Linked DNA regions of Drosophila melanogaster: regions 1 and 2 are each linked to region 3. A link is a contact called in public Hi-C data. All regions are on one chromosome and are shown on one strand. Each heading gives the region's core, a stretch centred on a gene start, on an enhancer-like site or on the middle of the called end of the contact. The rest is flanking DNA. Distances are from core to core; before and after follow the strand shown.

Region 1 (3,531 bases), core at 85-2,584, 1.0 Mb after region 3:
GTCACAGTCGTGCAAACAGATAATAGCTAACGTTAATTTAAATATTTAGCTTAGACAGAATTGAACAACTTTTTCCAGCTACAAGTTAATTGCATGTTGTTTGAATATATTTTTCGAATTAAAAGCACTTTTGTCTTTCATCAGTTTGTTTTTGGAGTGGTTCCTGTACAAATTAAAAAGGCCAATGCCATTTAACTTGCTGCTACTTTCGGAAAGTACGACATATGTACAACTAACTTATTCCCACAATTATATTGACCGCAATTGGGTGTGTTAGAAAGGTCAGCGGGGTGTTGGGCCCTCTTCTTTGGGAGGTTATGGTGGGTGGTGGTTGGTAAGTGGGGGAAACTTCTTGGCAGCGGACAAGTGTCCTTTCGTCTTTGTTGTGACGCCTTCGAGTGGCGATGAGTCATGAAGGGAGCTTTAAATATATGTATGTGTATGCGGACTGCGTTTTCAGCGATTTCCCCAGTTTGGCCCCCATTATTTGTTCTCACCTTTGTCATTGGGATAGCTGGGATAGACGTTCAGTTGCTCGTCGTCGCGGGAAACTTGCGTTATTATTGATGTTGCATCCATTTAAGCACTCGGTTTGTGGCTCCACTTCGCTTAACAGGTTGATAAATCGGATTCGGATTCAGATACTGATTCAGATCGGTTTCGTATAGGATAGCTGCAAAATGTTGCGCACACATGAGAGATAGAGATACATTGGATATGGCAATTATCGCGAGATGATTCCATGTTTTCTTCGTATATATGGTAAGTGTCGTGCAGTATATATGTCGTACATATATAATACATCTACCACGTATATATAGCTCACACACACACACATGCACCAATTGATAGCCTGCCCCAGACAGTGGAATTTTACAATTACGCTTTGGCCGTCCGTTCGCTTCGTTTTATTTCTCGATGCAAATGGGTTTCCCTTTGATATTCACCTCGCTATTTATCGCTCTCTCTTTCGCTCTGTTGCACTTTCGCCTCTCTGTTTTAGTAAATTTAAAACTTTTCAACGAATTTCAATAAAAAACACTTTCTTTCTTTCCTTCGCTCTTGTTTTTGGTTGCGCTCATTCTTTTACTTCTTTATCCGCGTCTGCTTTTCGCACACAGCTTCGCAGCGTTTTATTTATAAACGCCCACACAGACACAGCACTCACACACACTCTCGCACGCACACTAGCTCGGCCGCTGGTGTTTTCGTTATTTCGTCTCGTTATTTATTTATTTTTTTTATTTTTTGCCATTAATTAATCGCGCAAAATAACAAAACGCGTGTGTACGTCGAAAAAAAGTAACAGGAATAGCGCAAAAAACAAAACGTGTGATTAGTGTGACCGCGGTGGATGCGAGACTTATTACCAAGTGCAAAGAAAAAGTGGTAACATTTCGTGTTTACCTTAGAATCACAGGTTGAAGAAAGGCTTGATTATAAGTTAATTACTTACAAGGAGAATGTAGAATTCTATAAAAGGAGCTTGTTTTGAACTACATAATTATTTTCATAGATTTCCAAATTCGATAATCAAAGGTCATACTATCTGGTGCAATTTGGGCTGCCAACTGTGGTCAAGTTAATCTATAAAATTCTTGATTCAAAATGCAATTTTAAGAACATTTTATTTCAAATTATATCAAATCAGATAAAAAACAAATGTCCATGAAATGATTAGGTTAGTTAAGGATATTTTCAATCAAAACACTATAAGAAATAGGACAAGGGAAGCCAAACATAAAATAAAGCCAAATTTAACTATAAACTAGCTTAAACGGCAGTGCAAACAGTTCATCTGGTCTGGCAACTCTCCGCCGAATTGTTGTTACGCGAGCGATTTCTTTGGTCTTATTTCTAGTTAAAATTATCAAAGAAATATTATAAAATGTTGGCCGTACGAAGTTCCCAGAGATTGGGCCTACGGTAGGCCACCCGTCTAATTTGAAATAACCAAAAGAAATCCGTCACTCGACTATTTATTTTTCAGTTCCCTGCTACCGTCTGCCTTCAAAAACGTGGGATTGGTCAACTACTCCTCTTCGCAGTCCAAAAACGACGATGGATACTCCTCTTCGGACGACGAAAAGCCCACGAAGAAGAAGGAGGAACCTGTGGAAACGGCGGCCCAGCGGCTGAACCGCCTGTTGGGCACCATGCAGGCCACGGATCAGCTCTCGGCATCGGACTTTCCACGTCCTGGTGATGCCAACAGGAAGCGGAGGGAGGCCCAGAAACAGGAGGCAGCCGCCAAGAATGTTCTAACTGCGGCCAAGAACATTGCTAGCATGCTGGGCACCAGTGAGAGCGACAAGAAGCAGACAGAGTCTGAGCTATTGGCCAAACTCCTTGGCCATGGAAGCGAGTCCTCTTCAGCAGCGACCGGAGAAAATCAGACGGCGGATGTTTCGGGATCTCCTTCTGGTGATAAGGAACTCAATCTGAGGTGTGTAAAAATGATTTTCTCGCATTAATGGATAATCTAATAAAATTTATTTTCCTTACACAACAGTGATATTATCGTGGGCATGAAGATCGATCGTCGTCAGCAGCCGCAGCAGGTGGAGCAGACCCGCGGCGAGTACGTTCGCCGCTCGCTGGCTTCCAGATTCAAGCCACAGAATCGAGATGGGGCTTATCAGCGGTCACAGAGGCAAACCAAACGAGAGGCTGAATCCTTTACGGGCAGTGTCAATTTGTACGGCGGGGAACCGTTGGGTATCTTCAAGGATACCCAGCTGCCGATTTCCAACGACATCCTTTCAACCTGGTCACAGCTGAGTGAGCGGGAGCTTAGTTTACAAGCTTCCCATCCCCCGGCAAACTACTTCGAGCAAATGGTCCTGTGGACGGATCAAAAGAAGGTGTGGCGCTTTCCCATCAACAATGAGCAGGATTGGGAGGACGAGCATAACGTGGACTTCTCGGAACACATTTTTCTGGAACAACATCTCGAGGATTGGTGTCCTAGCAAGGGGCCTATTCGCCATTTCATGGAGCTCGTCTGCGTCGGCTTGTCCAAGAATCCCTACTTGACTGCCCAGGAGAAGAAGGATCACATTTTCTGGTTCCGTGACTATTTCCAGGCCAAGAAGGACATTCTGAGGGATCTGATTAGCAAGGAGCCAAGCAAAAGTATTTCTGCTTAATGTTTTTGTTTGAATATTTGTTAAAAATATATTTTTGCTTTATAAGACCAATCCGATATATAGTTATATATATGATATTGTGTGTGTATATATGTGTGTATAAGAATGTGAGTCCTTTAAATATCCTAATACTTCGAAGGCTGTGCAGACTGTGCGCGGAATGTGTGAACCGGGAACGGGCTTCAGAAGAGCAGGATGCGTTTTTCCACGGTCTTGCGGCAAATGGGACACCCCTCAATCTGGTCGCCACACATCTGGCACGTGCCGTGGCCACATAGGAAGACCATGTTCTTTATGCGGTCAAAGCAGACAGGACACATAGTCTATAAGATAAATTTGAGGATCAGTCACTGAACATATTTTCAATCTTATTTGAGCTCAC
Region 2 (3,549 bases), core at 951-3,450, 1.5 Mb before region 3:
GAGTGCTGTACTTGTTTATCATTGTTTGATTCAGCTGCGCAGCACTTAAAGTAAACCTCTGCATAAACCTCTTCAGCCAGCAAGAAATAAAACACAAATTAACCTCACCACTACCCGTACTCCCTACCGTATCCAACACACACTCAAGCATAAACTACTCAATGTTAATATTAATTAATAAATGTGATTTAAGATGAATAAACGAAAATGAAAGCATGGTACTACGTAAACCGAATGAATGATTGAAAGCATAACGAAGTGGGAAAATGTTACTCAAGCAATTGGCCAAAATCCTGAGTACGAAAGTTATATACATACATGCGCGGTAATGTGGCCTGATCAAATGGTTATTGAAACGTAATTCAAAGATTTATTAATGTAATGCGGAGCAATCTAAGCAGCAGCATAATATATTTATATATATGTAAACACGAAAACCACTATTAATATAAATGTGTAATTTCAATTCAATAACTGCTTATCAAAATACCTGACTGTAGAAACTTTTCATTAAACTGATTACGAATAAAACTCTTGAGAATACTAAACAAAAATGAAAATAATCACGACAAAACCAAAATAACTTAATGAAGCGCCGACAAAGTCAAAGCAGAAGCTCCGTTAATCAATAAAGTGTGAAATGAAATTAAGAACTCAGTCTTGTCATTGCGATGGAACTGAAAATGGTAAGGACCTTTAAAGGATATTCACTTTCTACTCAAAACTCCTGCTTTAAATAAAAAGTCAAATATCTTTATTAACCATAACAACAAGCACACATTCACATTGAAATTAGTCCCGGCCTAGCAGAAGATTTGGATAGAACCGCAGTCCCTCTACGGACTCGTCGCGACACACCTTGCCCAAACGTTCGGCCACTAGCAATCGCTCCTTGGCCAGCAGGAGTGAAATTCCCAGCTGCTTGGCCAGTTCCTCCACAGCCAGAGACTCGGCAGCCTCCACCTTCTCCAATGTGTCAACGGCAATTAGGGCATCATCGTGGGACTCCAGTTGTAGCACTCTAGCGCCACTGGGAAAGCTGCGCAGGCGTATTGGACCACTAAGCTGCTCGCAGGCGTGCAGCAAGTCCTCAGGCGATAGCAGTTCCAGACCACGAGCGCGGTTTACACGACAGTAGACATCAGCCAAGGACATCATGCCACCTTGCTCCTAAGGGGTAATAAAGTAAGTGTCAATACAAAGTATAACTTTTTAATACAGTTCCTACCTCGATAGGATCCAGCAGCATTTCGCAAATCTGTCGGGCCAGGCTACTGAAGTAGGCAGAATTGCTGGTAAAGTTGTCCCGCGTGACGGGATCATCGATGCCCAGGCTCATGAGGTAGGATTTGAAACGCACCGTTTCATCGTCAGATATTTCTCCCTTCTGTTTGCGTATCTTGCTGCTTATTGTCTTGGACACTCCTACCATGTCCTTGGCCATGGCCATTAGAACACTGAGATCCTGAAAGGCAAGTGCTATGTTCTCATCCGTGGCCTTGGCTTTTGCCTCCAAATGCCGTTCGATGCCCCCAATTCCTGTCCTCTTCTGAATGCGGGCCAGCCTGTCGTTGGCAGGCTCCAAGGTTGGACTGCTGGCCACGCCATTGATGATGATCTCGCTGGTCAAGAGGATTTCCCAGACGCGGGCATTTAGAGTCTCCCGCAAGGCACTGTGGAACTCGACACTCAGGCCATTCTTGCCCGACAGTTTGATGTGGGTGGCGCGACTGGTGTCCAGTGGGCCGGGTCCTTTGTCCGACGTTGGAGGATGCAGATGCATGATTATGCGAGTCTTGCGGCCAAAGAAGTTAGAGGCAGTAGTCTCTTCGCTGACGGATATCACATAGCTGAGTGGCAGGCAAAGTGTTACGGCGGCCCGGGCAATCTCTCCAGGGCGACCCCAAAACAGTCGGTGTGTGGTGAGCACCACTTCGCCGTCTTCAAAGTCCGTCTGAAAGGATTTGAGTCTAATAAAGACCCGGTTTCGTATTGTGCGAATTCACTAGCTGCTCACCTTTTGGTCGCCATCGTATATTTTTACCCTGTTGTCGCGGCTGACGAAGGATTCATTGGGACTCAGACGGGCCTCCACATAAGCGAAGCGATTCATTTCAGATATTTGTTATTTTATCCTTAATATTTGTTTTGTTGTGGCTCTGGCTGGAGATGACACATCTTTCGTGACTCCACCGTTCCACCTGCTTATTAGTGATGGTATCTTTTTTGTACAGTAGATATCGGGTATGGAAAACCAAATATAGCTGTACACATCTAGATATATTGCATACTTTGTCCCCAAAAAATGTAATTAAAATGTGTTTAGGCATTTTTATACGTTACTTAAAATTAATTTTGTTTTAAAATTTGTTTTGTAGACTTTAGACCATCTAGCAAACTATCGGATGTTGCTCCTACACACAATTCTGCGTTCGCTGACTATCGATAAGTGGCTGGGCTGGTGTGCGAGAAGAAGAAGCAGAACGGTGCAGCAGCTTCTATTTTCGTGATAGTTTTCCCCAATTAGTGCTGAAATTAATAACCATAAATGCCATTTTCCCCTAAACCAGTGCAAAATGACGTGCCCTGCCTGACCTGCTTACATAACAATGCACTAGTCGCGCAATAAGCACACCACACATCGATCACCCGGGATTAGCGAGACTTTGATTTGGACTTCATGGCGACTGTGGCGGAGGGCAGCAAAATGCTCGAGGCAGCATTACAGCAAATGGACGGCCTTATATCGAGTACCGCGACACAGGCGGGATCCGTTTCTATATCCGGAGCAGGGTCTTCCCTGACACTCAGCGAACGCAACTTAATTTCGGCCACTAATGTTTTGTCAACAGCTAAGACTTTGGCTCTCGCCCTGCAACAGGTGAGTCACACTGACTATGATAAGGTCTAGAAACGGAGGGCTTACACTTACGCTTATCACTTTAGGTCGGACTGGCTGCTCCAGCACCGGATCCTGTCACGGCGGCCATTATCAGCGACTGGCTGGAGACGCACATACCTCGTCAGGATTCCGACGAGCGTATGCGTCGCCTGCAACGGGATAAGGAGGGCTTAGCCCTGCAGTATCAGATGCTGGCGGAACGAGTGTCAGAACAAGCGGACAAGATTATCGAGCTGGAGGGTCTGATAACGGAAAAGAGCCAGCAGTTGTGTACCAAGGAAGAGCAACTGCAACGACAGATGATTTCTAGTTCCGCCCTCGAGACGCAAAAGCTGGAGCTAATGAGTGCCTTAAGTGAACTAAAACTGCACCGTACTGCATTAGAGCAGGCTAACGATGGAGGTAGCGCCATTTCCGCCAATATTCCTTACGGCAGTTTGAGCAACATTAATCAGAAGGCCTTTATGGGATCGCCCAAGACACCGCCCTCTGCACTGCGGCACCAAATCAAACCGCAGTTCCACAGCCTGCCAAGATCGCATGGCAAGTTTGTGAACAACAATAACAATCGTGCCTTAGACGTCAATGCCAACAGCAGCGGCAAGCAGCGAAACGTGGCCTTTGCTTCGAACGAACACATTTTGATT
Region 3 (3,607 bases), core at 895-3,394:
GGTGTGCTGACGCTTATCAATTGCTATAATGTTAAGTGGGTTACGCGTGTGACGGACATCTTTACGGGCACCAAGGTGGTTGCCCTCCTGGTGATCGTTGGCGCCGGAGTCTGGTGGTTGTTCGATGGAAACACAGAGCACTGGGATAATCCCTTCTCGGGAGGCCTTCAAGATCCTGGATATATAGCCCTGGCCTTCTATAGCGGCCTCTTCTCGTACTCCGGCTGGAACTATTTGAACTTTGTAACAGAGGAGCTCAAGGATCCGTACCGAAACCTGCCCAAGGCCATTTGCATCTCAATGCCGGTGGTCACGGTCATCTATATGATCACGAATATTGCATACTTTTCGGTTCTCTCGCCAGACGAGATCCTTTCGTCAGATGCAGTGGCAGTCACGTTTGGCGACAAGATGCTGGGGTATATGTCCTGGATTATGCCCTTCGCTGTGGCCTGCTCCACTTTTGGTTCGCTGAATGGAGCGATCTTCGCGTCCTCGCGACTTTTCTTCGTCGGTGCAAGGAATGGTCACCTGCCGGCCGCCATTTCGCTGATTAACGTTAATTGCCTGACACCTGTGCCCTCGCTGATATTCCTGGTAAGTTAGAGGCTTAACCTAAGTAAAGAATCTATAAATATTTGTTTTTATCAAATTATCATGTTCTTTTCTTTTTTTAATTTCCCAGGGCGTGCTCACCTTGCTGCTGCTGTTCATCGAGGACGTCTACGTACTAATCAACTACGTCAGCTACGTGGAGGCGTTGTTCACGCTGATCTCGGTATCCGGACTGCTGTGGATGCGCTACAAGCAACCCAAGACGGAGCGACCCATCAAGGTCAACTTGGCGCTGCCCATCATCTATCTGATCGTCTGCCTGTTCCTGGTCATCTTCTCTTGCACGCAGACGCCATATGTGGTAGGAATCGGGACGATCATTATACTGTCTGGAATTCCGGTCTACTACCTGACCATCCACAAACCGGTCAAATGGCTGGCGGACACTTCGCAGGCGATCAACCTGTGGTGCTCCAAATTCTTCATCTGTATGCCCAACCAGGAGAAGTTCGACTAGGACTGCAGGACTCTACGACTTTGGGAAGAGAGGGCCTTTTGTGGATGTATCGATCAACGCAACTATAGAAGGGAATATCTTGTAGTTAGGATAAGTCTCAATTTACCCCTAAGATAGGTTAGCAACGCGAAATTTTGAAAACCTACGCACAACATTACAAAAGTGTTATTGTAAATAACTCAAATGCATTCTGGTAGGGAAGTCCCTGCTTCAATTAATATTATTTGTTAGTCGTACTTTTAATGTATATTTCAAACCCAAAAAAAATGAGTTCCTCGTCGAAAGCAGAAGTACGCCTGTTATACAAAATGCGAACCAATTTTTACATATTATACAAGTAATTAGGAGCTTATTCAGTAAGTAATAATTATTATTGATGCAACTTTTTGCGAAATGTAAAAAATCGAATTTGTTTTGTATAAGAAAGTTAATAATAAACACATTAAACTTTAATCTTATTACTTTTTGTGAAGTGGGCGGAAATTGGCATTTTAAAGGTAAAAAAGTAACTTATATCATTTCGCATGGTATCTATTTAAAGTATCATAATTATCTACCACAATATTTATTAATTTTTTTAAATATTTTCATTTTCTAGTTATTTTTCCTACTCCAGCGAGTTCTAAAACTCACTACTTGATGAAAGCGCCTTTACAACGCCTTTAGGTATGCAATCTTTTTCTTCATAGTTACAATCTACCGGATAGTTTTTAGTATAAAGTATTGTTGCTTAATAATAACATTTAGCCAGATTCTTAAGATTATGAAAGGAAAGTGTAAAACTTTAGTATTTTCAATTTAAAGGCTGAGTACACTATTTAATGTGAGTTTAGCCGATGAACAGGTTAATCGACTTTATTAATTTTTGGCGCTCAAATTTGATGGTCCGGCGAAAGCTTTTCCAAAGCTCAATCCAAATGACAGTTAAGTTTGTAGCGAGTGCGCAGAGCGATGAGTTGCCCGCCCAGTGGGCGAAGGAGAGAGGGAGAAAGGAGAACGCGCCGACGCTCGTCGAACCGAAAGTCGTATAAAACGTTGCGTGGGCGAAACTGTCATTTCAAAAGACCGTTGAACGGGATCGGTAGTTGGCTGCAGTGTTACGGATCGCACGCGTCTGTAAAAACTCGAAAAAATCCCGGTGAAGCCCCCAGTGAAATGACGAGTGACCAGTAGATAACCGGGTTCAATAAAACGAATAGAATAAAACGAAAAGAGAAATACTATCTACCACCACCTGAGTGTTCAGTCCATTACGATGGCCCAAAAGCAGGTGCTAGTCTTAAACCTATTTTGCCTGGGCTCACTATTTTTCAAAACAGTGCCAGCTTCCACGGAATACAACAAATACGTGGCGCAGATATTTCAAAAATACGGCAACGGCGGGACAATCAACTTTGAGGTAATAACCAATAAACCATCGAACTAGCCTTGTAAACACACACAAGAGCGTAATTTGAGCACAGGTAAACACAGGTAAACAAAGTCGGACACGGGACAAAGCTTTTGCGGTTAGCGTTATGGCAAAAAATTAGTGAGTTTGTGTCTTCTTTTTTTTCTCTCGTTTTTGTCATTTTTGGGCCAGCAACAAAAACAATGTGTGGGAGGGGGGGGGGTGTTCTCATATGATTACGAGTTAATCAAATATTTGGGCATTGTGAAAGTGAAACAATTGTGTTCTGGCCAACTCGGCTTGATCGGGCAACCAAAACACTCTCAACAGCGATTATCGCGTCACTTTTAAAAGGTTGTAATCTTTATATGCGCGCAGCAATTTTATAACACAGTGGGCAGACAGCAGGCACTTCGTATGATACAAAACGTAGACTTTATTGCTGGCATTATCATAAATTTAATCAAAATCCAGACTAACGAGCAGCACAGGCACAGTGAGATGTACAGTACGAGACTTGAGCATCAACACGACGAACAACACCCACCCCCCGCCCAAGACATCCTTCTATATCCACGTCGGAGATTACGAGATGATAAGCCCGATAAGACTGCTTGCTCCTCCTCCTAATGGGCGCACACTGGATGCCCGATAAACCAAAGATACAAAAGCAACCGCAACTTTCGCAACGCGATCGTTATGCTTATGGACTCCAAAGCTATAGTCCGTCCGATTCCGAACAATCGGAGCCAATTGACATTACTCATGCGTATGGGCTACGCAATACGGTGTGTCCATTTGAATGGCAAGCCGCTACTAAAAATGTTTTTACTTTTTACGCACTCGGCATACTAACATTAAGGGTTGGATGCCCGATGCCCCATGTCTCATGTCCCATGCCCACCCAACCGTCTCGTATTCTATCATCATTCTAATATTCCAAATTTGATTACATATAGCACACTTGGCACACAAACAAATCTCAGCTGAATGAAAGTAAAATTCGCCATTTGGTGGCTTCATGAGCTACATAATAAATAGTTTTTTTTTTTTGTGTGTGCCAGCGCGTGTGTGTCTAATGTTTGTTCATATGCAAATTCCGCCATCCTGATCTTGGGAATCTGGGCAATTCTTTGGAGCCACTC

The links. A called contact is a pair of places that touch in the nucleus more often than the background predicts.
Region 1: a contact with region 3 is called in a Hi-C map of the Kc167 cell line, with 1.9 times the contacts expected there. The contact joins the promoter of hzg here to the promoter of Zip71B in region 3. A contact is called at or near these places in 2 of 107 Hi-C or Micro-C datasets (the Kc167 cell line and the S2 cell line).
Region 2: a contact with region 3 is called in a Hi-C map of the Kc167 cell line, with 2.8 times the contacts expected there. The contact joins the promoter of Vps36 here to the promoter of Zip71B in region 3.

Annotation. Positions count from the first base shown.
Region 1 is chr3L:16,003,402-16,006,932 of dm6, forward strand. hzg (herzog) reads right to left here and starts at 1,335. Exons shown (of 6, transcript NM_140568.3): 1 at 948-1,335; 2 at 498-673. The coding sequence starts at 579. It overlaps mRpS31 (mitochondrial ribosomal protein S31), which reads left to right and starts at 1,792. Exons shown (of 3, transcript NM_079376.3): 1 at 1,792-1,926; 2 at 1,991-2,446; 3 at 2,513-3,198. The coding sequence starts at 1,889. The coding sequence ends at 3,149. mib1 (mind bomb 1) reads right to left here. Exons shown (of 4, transcript NM_140569.2): 4 at 3,151-3,472. The coding sequence ends at 3,332.
Region 2 is chr3L:13,510,912-13,514,460 of dm6, forward strand. Vps36 (Vacuolar protein sorting 36) reads right to left here and starts at 2,201. Exons shown (of 3, transcript NM_140403.2): 1 at 2,018-2,201; 2 at 1,229-1,954; 3 at 735-1,170. The coding sequence starts at 2,113. The coding sequence ends at 793. It overlaps Liprin-beta (Liprin-beta,), which reads left to right and starts at 2,343. Exons shown (of 4, transcript NM_168556.1): 1 at 2,343-2,486; 2 at 2,571-2,881; 3 at 2,947-3,549. The coding sequence starts at 2,681. It overlaps Spt20 (Spt20,), which reads left to right. Exons shown (of 7, transcript NM_140402.5): 7 at 1-630.
Region 3 is chr3L:14,990,145-14,993,751 of dm6, forward strand. It overlaps Zip71B (Zinc/iron regulated transporter-related protein 71B), which reads left to right and starts at 2,145. Exons shown (of 4, transcript NM_001316435.1): 1 at 2,145-2,471. The coding sequence starts at 2,328. It overlaps mnd (minidiscs), which reads left to right. Exons shown (of 5, transcript NM_168601.3): 4 at 2-597; 5 at 686-1,523. The coding sequence ends at 1,072.